2 separate regions of the Mus musculus genome follow, and region 2 is linked to region 1. Evidence: chromatin contacts called from public HiChIP or PLAC-seq data. All regions are on one chromosome and are shown on one strand. Each heading gives the region's core, a stretch centred on a gene start, on an enhancer-like site or on the middle of the called end of the contact. The rest is flanking DNA. Distances are from core to core; before and after follow the strand shown. Region 1 overlaps Fras1 (Fraser extracellular matrix complex subunit 1). Region 2 overlaps Fras1 (Fraser extracellular matrix complex subunit 1).

The links. HiChIP or PLAC-seq counts read pairs in DNA pulled down with a chosen protein or histone mark.
Region 2: a contact with region 1 is called in an H3K27ac HiChIP or PLAC-seq map of heart atrium, with 7 times the contacts expected there. The contact joins two enhancer-like sites. A contact is called at or near these places in 2 of 484 Hi-C or Micro-C datasets (cardiomyocytes and uterus), 1 of 115 datasets of contacts at active chromatin or transcription factors (heart atrium) and 2 of 9 other capture datasets (adipose tissue and pancreatic islet).

What each region holds. Positions count from the first base shown.
Region 1 is chr5:96,451,995-96,458,474 of GRCm38.p6, reverse strand. The region is part of intron 2 of Fras1 (Fraser extracellular matrix complex subunit 1); the gene reads right to left. It overlaps Gm33050 (a long non-coding RNA gene), which reads left to right. Exons shown (of 3, transcript XR_389343.2): 2 at 697-6,480. Among named protein-coding and RNA genes, the nearest start is that of Gm33050, 4.2 kb to the left of the region's middle. Within about 2 kb of position 3,839, at least 11 of the 459 cell types and tissues checked have an H3K27ac peak or open chromatin away from gene starts, as enhancers often do. A contact at or near this core is called in heart atrium, where this site is marked.
Region 2 is chr5:96,619,332-96,625,666 of GRCm38.p6, reverse strand. The region is part of intron 20 of Fras1 (Fraser extracellular matrix complex subunit 1); the gene reads right to left. Among named protein-coding and RNA genes, the nearest start is that of Gm52781, 85 kb to the left of the region's middle. Within about 2 kb of position 2,851, at least 21 of the 459 cell types and tissues checked have an H3K27ac peak or open chromatin away from gene starts, as enhancers often do. A contact at or near this core is called in heart atrium, where this site is marked.

The DNA.
Region 1 (6,480 bases), core at 2,590-5,089:
AGACACAAAGCAAAGCAACGAGGTACCAAATTCTACTCTCTGCTTGCTCATATTAGTGCAGCCAGAGAGCTGAAGAAACCACATTAAGAGTTCTGTTTGTTGGGTTGGTTGGTTGGTTTGGTTTTTTGTTTTTTGAGACAGGGTTTTTCTATGTGTAGCCCTGGTTACCCTGGAACTCACTTTGTAGACCAGGCTGGCCTTGAACTCAAAAATCTGCCTGCCTCTGCCTCCCAAGTGCTGGTATTAAAGGCATGCACCATCACCGCCCGGCACACATTTAGAGTTCTAAGGCACACTACAGATCCTGTCAAAGAGCCAGAGGATGCTCTGAAACACAAGGACTTCACAATGTTCTTTTCTGTGAGGGGCACAGAACCTTTGCAAATGTTCTGCAAACCTCACAAAAGTAGAGCTGAAAAATCCTTCAATAAACTTCTAGAGTCTCTCAATTCCATCTTGGATGGTCACCCTTTGAGTACTGAGTGGCCAACTACTTGAAATCAAGCTTTGACTGAGGTTCCAAGGGCTTAGAAACAGCCCAAGGCATAGGGACTCAGGGATTGTATTTCAGAACTGGTCAGCCAGCAGCTAGCTTAATGAGCACAAAGGAAGAGAGGGCCACATGAAAGAATTGCCATGTTTGCTGGGTTTTGTGTATTTTTTCTTTTAACTGTAGCTGCTTGGCAACTCTCCTAGATCACAGCTTTGGAAACGAAATTCATCTCCCTAATGGAAAAGAGCTAACAGAGATCCCACTGATGGCTACTAACCAACTCTGCAAGAGGCTGTGGGTTTCACCCTACACAAGAAACTACCAAATTGACTTCCGGCGTGGGGCTTAAGCCAGGTATGTTTGCTCAGATGGAAAAGATACTACAATACAAGAGGAATCATATTTCTTCCTGGCCATATGGAAGCACTGAGTGGAAAATGCATAATTAAGCTTTCTTCTTCACTGCCTGCTCTTCACAGGAGGTTATAAATAAGCCCTAGAAAGCCGAGTGCTGCTGTTCTAGAGGAAGCAAGTGATTGTCTCATCAGTTAGCTTGAAGAGAAGGTCATACCAGAAATAATCGTTTTGAGAAATAACTTGGCTTTCTGGCTATGATCTCACCCTGCCTTGGATTATTTTTGCTTATTTCCCCTTTCATTACAAATTGTACTGTTTATTTTATTCTGTGCATATGTACTCGGAGTAAAATTAGGTCAATTTAATTTTCTCCTCCAGTTTGTTTCCAAAATGATGAGTTTTTCTTTTCTTCTTTTGTTTGTTGAGACCGGGTCTTTCAATGTAGTCCTGCTGTCTTAGAACAAGCTATGTTAAGTAGGCTGGCCTCGAACTCACAGAGATCCACCTGCCAAGTACTGGGTCTAAAGGCATGACCCACCATGGCCAGCAATGGTAGTTTTCTTAAATCAAACACATGCCAAAATGTTTTTGTTTGTATTATATTGGTCCATTTTAAATTTAAGCGATCCACATGGGGGTTCTTAACCAAGGGCACCCTACCTTGTAGGGACTCTTGCTTTAGCCACTGAGAACCCATCAGAAACCAGGTTCTATTGCGAGTGCTTGGGATAGAAAGATGACCACATGATGGTATAAAAGTCCTTATAGCTTACAGCAACAACATCAGTGTTTAATATCTGATACCATAGAGAAGTGATGTACTAAATAGACCTAAGACCTTATCGTTACAGGTGGCCGTCAAAGTCACATTCCACCTCGTGCCCTCTTTTCTCATGGACCAGGAAAATGTCAGAGGAAGCACCTCAGACTACAGAGGGGACACAAGCTGCTGGGGTCAATCCAATTAGGTTGCTGCTGTTCAAGGACATTTACTCTCCAGAGCAGCATGCACACTCTCAGGCTCTCTGGCTGTGCATGCTGGCTCCCAGATCACTTGGTTTTGTTTGCTTTTAATTACTCACCTGCTAAGATCGCCAGTTTGCTTGTTTTTTGTTTCTCTTTATGGGGATTAAAAATGGATTTTCCTGGTTTTGTATGTGTTTTAAAATAATAACAAGAAGAATTATTTCAAGTAGTTATGAGAATAGAATTACATAAATGCAATTAAAAGGAGCTAAAAAATTTTTAATATCTTCTTATCTTCCCAATGTCAGGTTAATTTCTTTAGAACTTAAAAGGTACAAAGCATGCATAATGTTGAAGAAAGGGCATCAAAATAGGCAGATGATACTACCTCTCTCCAGCTGGGTGGCACGTATAGGATAGCTCCATGTAAGTTCGCTCCTTCCTTTTAAAATCTTTTTATAAAATCTTGTGCTAAAAAAAATGTGTTTTTAGGTCAAGTCCAAAATTGTCTAAAGAAGTTGCTTGACTGACTCCTTAGTCTCCACTTCCTTACATTGAGATAACACGATCAAGTTATTTTTCAAGATTCACTTCTTTTTATTTTTATGTGTCTGTGCGTTTTACCTACATAAGTGTTTGTGTACCAGGTGCATACAGTGCTCAGACAAGAAAGGGGCATTGGATCCCCTAGAACTTGAGTTACAGACGGTTGTGAGCTCCTGTACTGGGAATCTAATGCAGCTACTCTAGAAGAGCAGCCAGTGCTCATAACCTCTGAGCTATAACCCCAGTCCTTACAATCACTGCTAAAGAGTACACCACTCACTGAGAAAGAATAAGAAGACAAAGGAGACTCTTGGTCTCTGAGTTTCCATGAAACACCCCGGAAGACACCAAGCCTGGAGTGGGCAGGGCCATTGGGAACAGGAAGGCCATGCCTTGTGTTAGCTGTGCATGTATCCATGCAATCTCCTAGACTTATGAAACAAAATAAGCATAAATTACAAGTAGCTGTGAAGAAAGAAAATCACAGTGAATAATATCAACTCCCCAAATTTTATAGAACATAAAACTTTTTTGACACCACAAAATAATCTGAAGAACTGTCAGCATTTCTAAAGCAAAGCATTTGATGAAGTTGGGCAAGAACGGTCTCAAAATAACACAGGATCCATAAACTCTGGCTAAATGTCACAGGGTAAGTGCTAGAATTGATGTCACAATGCAAGCTGTATTAAGTGGCCTCTACTCAAGATAACAGAAAGGCAAAAGACAGCAGGGAGAACTCAGTGTGGGAGAATCTGGACAATTGTTCTGACTCTCCTACTGTCTGTCATTGTGGAACTTAATCACACCTCCTCAGAGCAGATGCGGGGAGGACAACCTTATGAAGTACACAGACAGTCTTTAACACTCTGCAAGTGTGTGTGTGTATGTGTGTGTGTAGTTGTGTTACACATAAGAGGCAAGAACCATCTATTTTACCATTTCTCAAAACATTCTGACAAACACTGTGGAATTAAACAAAAGGCGATATAGTTTGGCTTGCTAACAAGCTCATACTTGGCAAGGTTTAGAGAGGAGACATAACTCAGTGACCTCTGCAAAAGCAGATACGGCCCTCACTAAATTTTGTTACCATTCTGCACGGCAGAGACCAAGAGATACATACATGCAGACACAGATTCTGTCTACACAGAGCTCACAGCTGAACAGACAGTGTCACGGAATATTCCAGATCCCAGCGCGCAGGTGAGGAAGCTGAACCTGGCCAGAACAGGATCAGAAAGGGCTTTTTTATGCTATTAAAACAAAACAACAACAAAAGTCATCTAGGGATCTAACCGATCTTCAGTTAAAATATCACTGGACACTCAGTGTGGAGCAGCCTGGGAGTGAATGTGAAAGGAGTCACAACACAAACCGGAAGGAGTGGGAGCTTTAAACTACAGCCACAATAGGCAAGCAACAACAGAAGTTTAAACTCATGGCAGGTCACTGAGAACAGAAGGGAGTGGAGAGCACGATTCTATATTTAGGCATGAAGGGAGCAGGCCTGGTGGGTGGATGGAACATGACTGCAGGTGCTGAGACCAATCTCCTAAAAAAAATATTCATCAATTTATAGTTATATCATACAAGGAGCCTTACCACCAGTGTGCATTCATTCCCACTGTCCTGCCAAGTGCAGTTAGACCTTCATAAATGCCTGCATAATTAATCTACCAACTCCCCAAAACACAGTCAGTCATTCTCTGAGAGTTATTGGCTTTGGACTTCTCCAATGAACAGCAAATATTTGGAAATGTATATTACTTTTAAAAAACAGATGAAATGTGCAAAAGAAGGATCTTTTGTTTTTGTGTTGTTGTTGTTTTGGCTTTTGGATTGGTTTGGGGAGACAGGAGTCTCACTATGTAGCACTGGCTGCCCAGAAACTGTTTATGGAGACCAGGATAGCCTGAAAATTAAGTAGATCTGCCTTCTCTGCCCCACCTTGGGTTAAAGGTGTTTGCCACATGCCTGACACAGTCATTTCTTAAACTAAAAAATGCTTGCTTCCATCAGGGAGGAAACACATGGACATAACCTGAAAGAACCTTCATTTTCTAAATTAAAATATGGACCCCACTTAAAACTGTTAGGTATATTACTCTCCCTGAGAGTCTAGGATAAGAAACCCTGAACCCTTCACAAAGGTGCAATGGCAAGAAACTCCATCTGATTCCATGTATTCTGCTGTGTTAAATTTCCCAGTCTCCTGCTTATTATACCTTAGTCTTCCTTGGAACAGGAAAAAACTGCCTTCAGACACACCTCATCTTGCAAAAGGCGATGCAAAAGATAGTTCTCCAACATATATGGATTCACCAGAAAAGGCATCAATTCTAAAATACAGCATAATGATACGACAAATTATATTGTGGTGTGACAGAATAGATGGGCCGAGCATCTGAACCAGCTATTTAGAATTGCTCCTTTTCAGAACAGTATTGACCAGTATGATTCCATCCATCCACAGGCTAAAGTACTCATTGCCCAAGTGAACAAAGTTATGTGCTGTCGTTAAATGTTAACACGCCTTCCCAACAGCAAGAAAGAAATCCTGAAGGTCTGGTCTGCTGCTCTGCCTTTGTACTCCTGCTGGGTAATGTACACATAAGAAAAGAGACAGGTTCTGGAAAGCCACCTCTCTGGGCAGCAAGGGCAGCACATCTGTATCCACTGGGCAGGTGTTGACTCTCTAGGTTCTTGTTACCAGAGAATCGCCATGGATTTCTCCTTCTCTTTAGGTCAGCATTACACCTAAAGGAGAATGAATTTTAAAGACAATCACCTTCCTCTTCCTTCACCTACCTGCCTCTGAGGGACAGTGGGTTCTTTAAGAACCCTTGTCACTGTGCTCAGAACAGGAATGTGATCCTCCTCTTCTATTAGCCCTGCTCTAAAGGCACAGAGAATTCAAGTCCCACCAACATGACAATTTTGCATCCTGCAGTATACGGACTCCCTCAAACAATGTCCCGTGGGAAGGGTGGAACAGCAGACTTCTTAGCAGATATTTTTAGAAGTATAGACTTAAAAATAAGACCAGGGCTTCATTGAAGGCAGGCAGTGGGTCTGCCCTGTCCACTTTTGTATCTCAGCAACCTACAAGCCCAACGGCACATGGTGGGTGCTCCCTAAGTAGCAGCAGCAATAGTAGTAATGGTTGTTGTTGTCTCCTGTTGTTTTTGGTTTTGAGAAAGTAAGGCCCTGGCTAGCCTTGACCTCTCAGAGATCTACCTACCTCTGCCTCCTATGTGGTGGGATTAAAGGTTTGTGCCACCATGCCTGGTCCTCATCAAGAATTTTTAAAAAAAATAAAACATGCTACTTCAATGTGGACAAACTTGAATTTTCCATCCATAATGAAAATATGAGAAAAAGTGTTGGAAAGAAAATTCCATAAAAGCTGGTCCAAGCTTAGATCAGCATACATTTCATTTTGAAACTCTAAATAATTATGATATATTTCAGTGTTTGTGAGAATTGTATTTCTTTAGTTTGGGAAACTGATTAATCATAAAATCTGCTCCCTCATTGGTGGTAGCAAAAACTTCAGAAGACCTGAAGCACACTTCTCTCCCACAGACGAAGGGGAACCCCCAAGAAATCCTAGCTCCACCAAACTCTGTAAATATTAAGAGGATGGCTTGGGCCTCTGTGGAAGACAATAAAATACAAAAGGAAAGAAAAATGATGGAAGTAGTGACTGTCCCCAAGATAGGCAAAGTTTAAAGGGCCTCAAAAAAAAAAAAAAAAGAAAAGAAAAGAAAAAAGAAATAAAAACCCTCTGATGGTTATATGCAAACATCCTTCCGACATTCAGAGCATAAATCATCTCTCAGAGGCCTCCTTGCAGGGTCCTAGTTAATCATTTGGCCATAGTAAACACTAAAAGCAATCAATCTCACAGGCTTTGGAATTTGTAGAAATGCTTGCTGCCCTTACAAGCTAGTTTCTGCAGTTCAAATACTTTTAAGCTTTTCCTTTAGTAGCTAAAAGTTAACTAAAGTGATACACCTTATCTTCAACCATCAGAAAGACTCTTCAACTTAACAAAGTAAAGGTAGACTGCTTAAAAAAAGGGGGAGGGGGCCAGTAGGAAGGTGTTTCCTGTT
Region 2 (6,335 bases), core at 1,602-4,101, 170 kb before region 1:
GAAGATGAGATAAACACAGAATACAGATCAGGCTAAGGAAAAAAACTCCTCGATCACATTGCCATAGAACAGGAAGGGGCAGGACTAGACCCTTGGAGTCCAGGCATTTGCTTTACCCAGCATTTCTCAAGCACAAGCTATTCGCTGGTCAAACTGACAGTGCGCGATGCTTTTATTTCTAAATCCAAATCAAATGGAATGTTCTAGTCATTACAACTCTGCAGTAAGGTTTTAGATGTTGATCCAGTGAGAAGATAAAATACTTCCAAACTTACAAATCATTTTTACTATTAGTGACAAAAGCATATTTAGTCATAGTTGTAAACTTGTAACTCATATTTAATCTGCTAGCTAAACTAGCTTCTGCTTTTCAACAGCTACCACAGCAGGAAAATGCCCAGCACCACTGAATGGCATTTAACCACTAAAAGTGACAAACAGATTGTTCTAATAGTGTCAACACATAGAAATGTACGTGCCACCTAAGAGAAAATGCACCTATAGTGGGTAGCACTATAAAAGCCATCCAAGTGTGTATACATTTGGAAAGATTAAGGTCAATGTGGATTGATATAGATTGTTAAAACAGCATGGGTTAGTCATTTTCCTTAACCTTTTTTCAGGTAGCTGGAACACACTGTAGAGCAGAGGGCGGGGCACCCAAGGGAGTGTTCACAACAGCACAATGTTTCTAAGAATGCCTCTCTCAGCTCCCTCATCATCCTAAGCACCAGTGCCCGTCCATCTTCTGACCCACTAGACAGGAACTGGCTGGCGGCTCATTCTGGAAGGTGCTTGCTTTCCAAACAAGAGGATCCAGAGTTTGATTGTTAGATCCCTTATGAAAACGCCATGCATGGTGGCATGCACTTAGAATCCTAGTGCTAGGGAGGCAGGCAAGTGAGACCCAGGATAAGTGGCCAGCCCAGCTAGCTAAATCAGTGCGTCCAAGATCCAGGGAGAGATCCTGCTTCAAAACTGTGGAAAAGGGAGAGTGAGAAAGACATCTGACATCAACCTCTCACCTCCACAAGCTCATGTGCACGTCAACACACGTGTGCACGAGTGGGTGCTGATGCAGACAGACAGTACACATGTGCAGATGCATGAACTATGGGATAGGGAGCTAGGGAGATGCCCCGTTAGTGATGCATTTATCTCACACACGTGAGGATCTGAGTTCAACCCCTAGAAGCCATGTTAAAGACCAGGCATGGTATAGTATGCACGTTTAACCTAGTGCTGGAGAGGTAGAGACAGGAAGATTCCTGGGACATACTCTTTAGTTGTCTACCCTAATTGATGATTTTCAGGCCAGTGAGATACTCTGTCTCATAGGAGGTAGATGTGGTAATGTTCTTGAAGACAACACCTGAGGCTATCCTCTAACCTCTATACACATAAGCATATGTATACACTTGCATTGCACACGCTCAAACACTAAACACACACACACACAGAGCAAGCAAGCAAACAACAGCAACAATACCTGCTCCTAAGTCCCTAATGTGTGTGCTCAGCCGCAATCAGCATGGTAGACTTTAACACATGGCAATGCGACTGTGAAATCCCAGTCTCCAGGTTCAGGTCTTGGTTCTATTATTCTTGCTCAGTCTTATTTAGCTCTCTTGCAGTTCGGTTTGTTTATATGTAAAACAAGGATTGAATTACCACCTCCCTTGAAGATCACATGAATGCTAAATGGCAAAACAACATCAGAAGCAATCAGGCCAGGGTTCTTCACCCGCATCCTCAGGAGTATCACCTATTTTTAGATGCCCATACAGATCATCTGCAGAGACGCGTGAGTTAGTCAGTACCAAGTCAGTGGGAGAAAGGATCTGCATGCAGGCAAATTACAATGTGGAAGGCACCGGAGGGAGGCTCATTCTGGAAGGAAAAGACTGAGCCAGGCACTGAGGGAGGAATCATGGGTAGGATTCTGATGATCGAAATAAGGCAGCAAACACTGAGCCAGAGTGACTTATCTCTGTGAGCTTCTAAGACTCCTGCAACAGTGAAAGCTGCTTAATTTTACTTAACCCAAACTCCAGGCTAAAACAAACAAACAAACAAACAAACATCAGAACTATATTTAATTTTCCAAGTTTTTTGGCCAAGAGTGTTCACTGCATTTAACAGCTGTAACTACCATTGGACTCAAACTTTATGCAATATAAAAATGCCCATAGTAGTATTTCTTTGATCCTTTTTCCCCTTTGGTTTATGCTCTTGAGACAGATTGGAGGATGTGAGCCATCATTTAGCCACATCGCCACAAAAGCAATGATTAAGTTCTTTCTCCCCAGAGTCCCACCATGCCAGCTACCCTTCCTCAGCACCTTCACTCTCTGTTTTCTCATCTTTACCCATAAGAGTGAGCATGGACATCCTGCCCAGCACTCACAAAGCCCAGGGCATAGGTTTTTTTCAATAACACATCTTCACTGGGCTATTTCCCTGTGACGGCTTTATCTGCACTTTCTTTTTCATCTCACCCTCCTCTGTGAACAGGAGAAAGCTTTTAGCCGAGAGAGACAGATAGAGAAAGCACCCCAGGCTTTGGACATTTTTGATAACGTTGAGATATGCAGGGGAAAAAAAAATCTATGAAGAAACCCTTGGTTTTCCATAGCATGCTGACATGTCTCTAACAAAAGGCTGATGGGCTTCTGCTTCTCAGCCCACTCCATCTGCCTTTGCTGAAAACCTTCGGCTCTGGCCTAAATCTCCCAACTATCTATTTGCTTTGACAGACTGGGAGGGGAATTCCCCCACATATGACATCTCCATAAGTGAGAACACAGTGAGGTGATTGGACCTGTTCCCAGGATGTGTTTATTCTTGTCTGTGTGATAGATTAAGTGGAATTTTCTTTTTGAACAGCTAAGTGCAATTTAGAGGTCTCGGGTGATGATCTCAAGCATAGCTCAGATAGTGAAAAAAACATTCCATGAGTAAATCCTGGCCCCCTGGAAGGTGCTCACATACCAGAGAGGGCAGAGAGGGTTCCTCTCTTTGAGGCTACCAAGGATAATTCCAAAGACACTTCATATAGTAGGAGTATATGTCAGCCTGTTTGGTGTGACACCACACGGCTCCTTACCACTTTCTTGCCTTCAGAACAAATTACCTGAAAATTTCCATTATTCAATATGAGCTAAGGCAACATTTCAATGTAAAAAATAAAATCCTAGGGTCTTCAGTTCAGGATAACAGTAAGCAGGAAGTGTGCTGGTAGCTATTTACATATCCTGTTAGCCTCTTCCAGGACAGTACCCCTGATGTCCACTATCACCCCAAGTCTAACGTGTCCACATGCAAGAGTCATCTTTAATGCCTCTTATACTTACTCCTATCCTGGGCTTACACCCATGACCTGAAATCTGGACACCATGTGAATCTCCCACTCCCTCACCACAACGGCAAGAGAACAATTATTTCCGCTGCCCAATTAAATTAAGCCACATGAAATTGTCCCTCTTGGATCATTTTTTGCTAAGAGCAAACAGCCTTAGACCCATCTAATGTATCATTTAAATCCCGCAAGTCCAAGCCCCTTCCATCCCCTTTACCCTTGGCGTGAGAGCTCTTATCTAATATTGGTCTTTCTGCCCTCATATCAAGTTCTTCCAAGCCATTTTATGTAATCTTTCTCTTCACAGAAAGGCAACCATGACACTTTCTGCTTAAAAACTTTCAGACCATGCTTGTAATCCCAGCCCTCAAGGGATTGAAGCAGGAAAACCATCATGATTTCCAAGCCAGTCTGGGCTACAGAGCAAGACCTCCTCGTCCCCCTATCCTTGTAGAGAAGATGGTCTTAAAAGGGCAAGCATCTCACAGCAAAGAGAAGCTCCAAGGAGCCCTGTCTCATGGGACCTTAATCTTGGACTTATGACTTCCACAGCAGTGAGAAACTCCATTTCTGTTGTTCAAGGCTCCCAGGCTCTGGTATTTTATTAGGTAGCCTTGGCAAACTAATATGCCGCCCTTCACTAAGCTACATTTCTTAGATGCAAGTAACACATCTTCATCTCTATCCTCAAAGCCTTCACAGGGCCAGCCTGGCAAGGAACAAGGGTTTACTAAACACTTGATGAAATAGCAAATAAAAGAATTTGTAACAGAGTAGTGGGAGGCAGTTAGAAAGTCATACATTTAGTGACAAAGTAAACTTCTACATTGACACATATTTCTCTTGTTTTTCTATTTGAAATATACTTATTCCAATCCCCATGTGAGAAGTATTTCTGAACAATGGGTGATGACTACTTGATTTAAAATAATGAGTAACAATCTCATGAGGCTCTCATGAGTCTGTTCTTCTGAGACTGGGGTCTTCCAAAGTCATTGAGTCAAGTCCAATGATTCTCTATTCTAATGGTTCCTATAGGCCTTTAAAAATTAATGCAGTTCCTAACCACCTAATTTATTATCAAAGAGTGTTCTGAACTTTGGATAGAAGAGAGCTCATTAACTATTAAACCATTCCAATCTCCTTATATAAACATTTATTTATAAAATATGTCATAGGATAAAAGTTTTAGGATCTACACGGACAACAGACTGGAATGAAAGGTCTACCACGGTAGGTCTATCTATCTCTTATAGTCTCCCTAAGCTCATTCCTCTGCAGCCTTGACAATCTCCCACCACTTGTAGACCATACACAATATACCCTTAGCCAAGACACAGCTCTCCCCAAACACACACAGGGCCCGAGTTGATCCAGCCTCAACTTTTAGCTGCAACACCAGGCCTTCTATATTCTGGTTCCAAGCTAAATTTTCCAACTTGATCCTGTAGTGTACTACAGTGCCAGCCCTGTTTTCTATGCTTGTTGGATGACTCATTGCCCACATATGACCCATACTTTTTGCTTTCCAGGTTTGCCTTTTGATATCAAAAGAACCGAATATCCCTTCCTCTAACTCAATCCTTACTGATCCACAGGAAGCAAACTAGGTTTCACCCGCTCTGTGAAGCCTTCTAATCTTAATCTTCCCCTCCAGGCCCCACTGGACGTATACAGTCCTTACGACCTGTAGGTATTTCAGCACACAAATCTATTTGTACCATTTGTTAACTGTCTTCAGTTCATCCCCTTAAGTAGCCTGAAATGTCTCTCTGCTTCCTCATAATAGTAACGCACTAAACATGCACTAATAATTTTACTACATGCTCTCAGTATGGTTTGGATTGTAAGAGCTCAAACCCCAGGGTCATGATACTGGTTGAGGTGGCAGGAGCTTTGGAAGCCTGCCCAGAGTTCACTGAGTCACCAGTGACGTGCCAGCAGAACCACAAGACTCTGTCTCTCCTTTTGACTTCCTGTTCTGTAACATGGGCTTTTTCATTCAGGTTTGTTTCTTTCATGATATGACACAGGTGAGAGAAGGGGCCCCTACCAGACTGAGCTAAAGCTAGTGATAGGGACTTGAACCTTCAGAATTCTGAGCTAAAGGAACTATTTATTTTTATATGTTAGTTGAATCTGATCTACCATAATTACACAAAGCTGATTAATACATGTATCAGGGACCTCTTAGTTTTCATGGAAGCAGCTTACACAACTTAAAGTCAGGCTGAGCAGTTAAACTCAGACTTTCGATCAGTAATAGTCAACACCTGCCAACCAAAGACATTCCTCTGGGAGGAGACACTGATGTTAGTCTCCCTCCTGAGACAATCCTGACTGCAATGGGGAGTACCAGCCATACACTGCATCCTACATCAGGTACAGTGTGTTTCTCTGTGGGTTTGGATGGAGTGTAATGTCTTGTATATGCTAGACAAGGACTTTACCACCAAGCTGTACTCCAGCCGGCCCCTCTGACTAGACTCAAACCTCAATGCTGAACTTCAGCTCAGTTTCTGTGACTCAAAGTTTGCTCTGAATTCATCATTATTCCAATGAAACCTGCACTTGGGAATTTTCAGTCTTTTTAGATGGCAGAACCTAATGTCTAATATCTAACCTTATGATTGTGGACAAAAGAAAGCATGCCTCTGGCAACACACGGGTACCAACCAGATACATTGAGAACATAGACGATAACTTAGCATGTCCCAAAATTAAACAAAATGACAATGAGCGGTGCTGTCCCCATGTTATCTTGCCTGCTGGACATTAGTGGATCCAAAAATAGGCATTTTGATGTTGTCATGTGAATGGCCAGGTCACAGATAATGTATGATTCCAAAGTTACTGACATTTCAAGTCCTTCCTATGTCTCTCCCTTCTGTCCCCCACCCCACCACCACCTTTTTGGATTCTAAAGTGAGGAAGGGAAAAAAATCACCTCCCAAGGAAACTTCTCTACTTTTGGCTT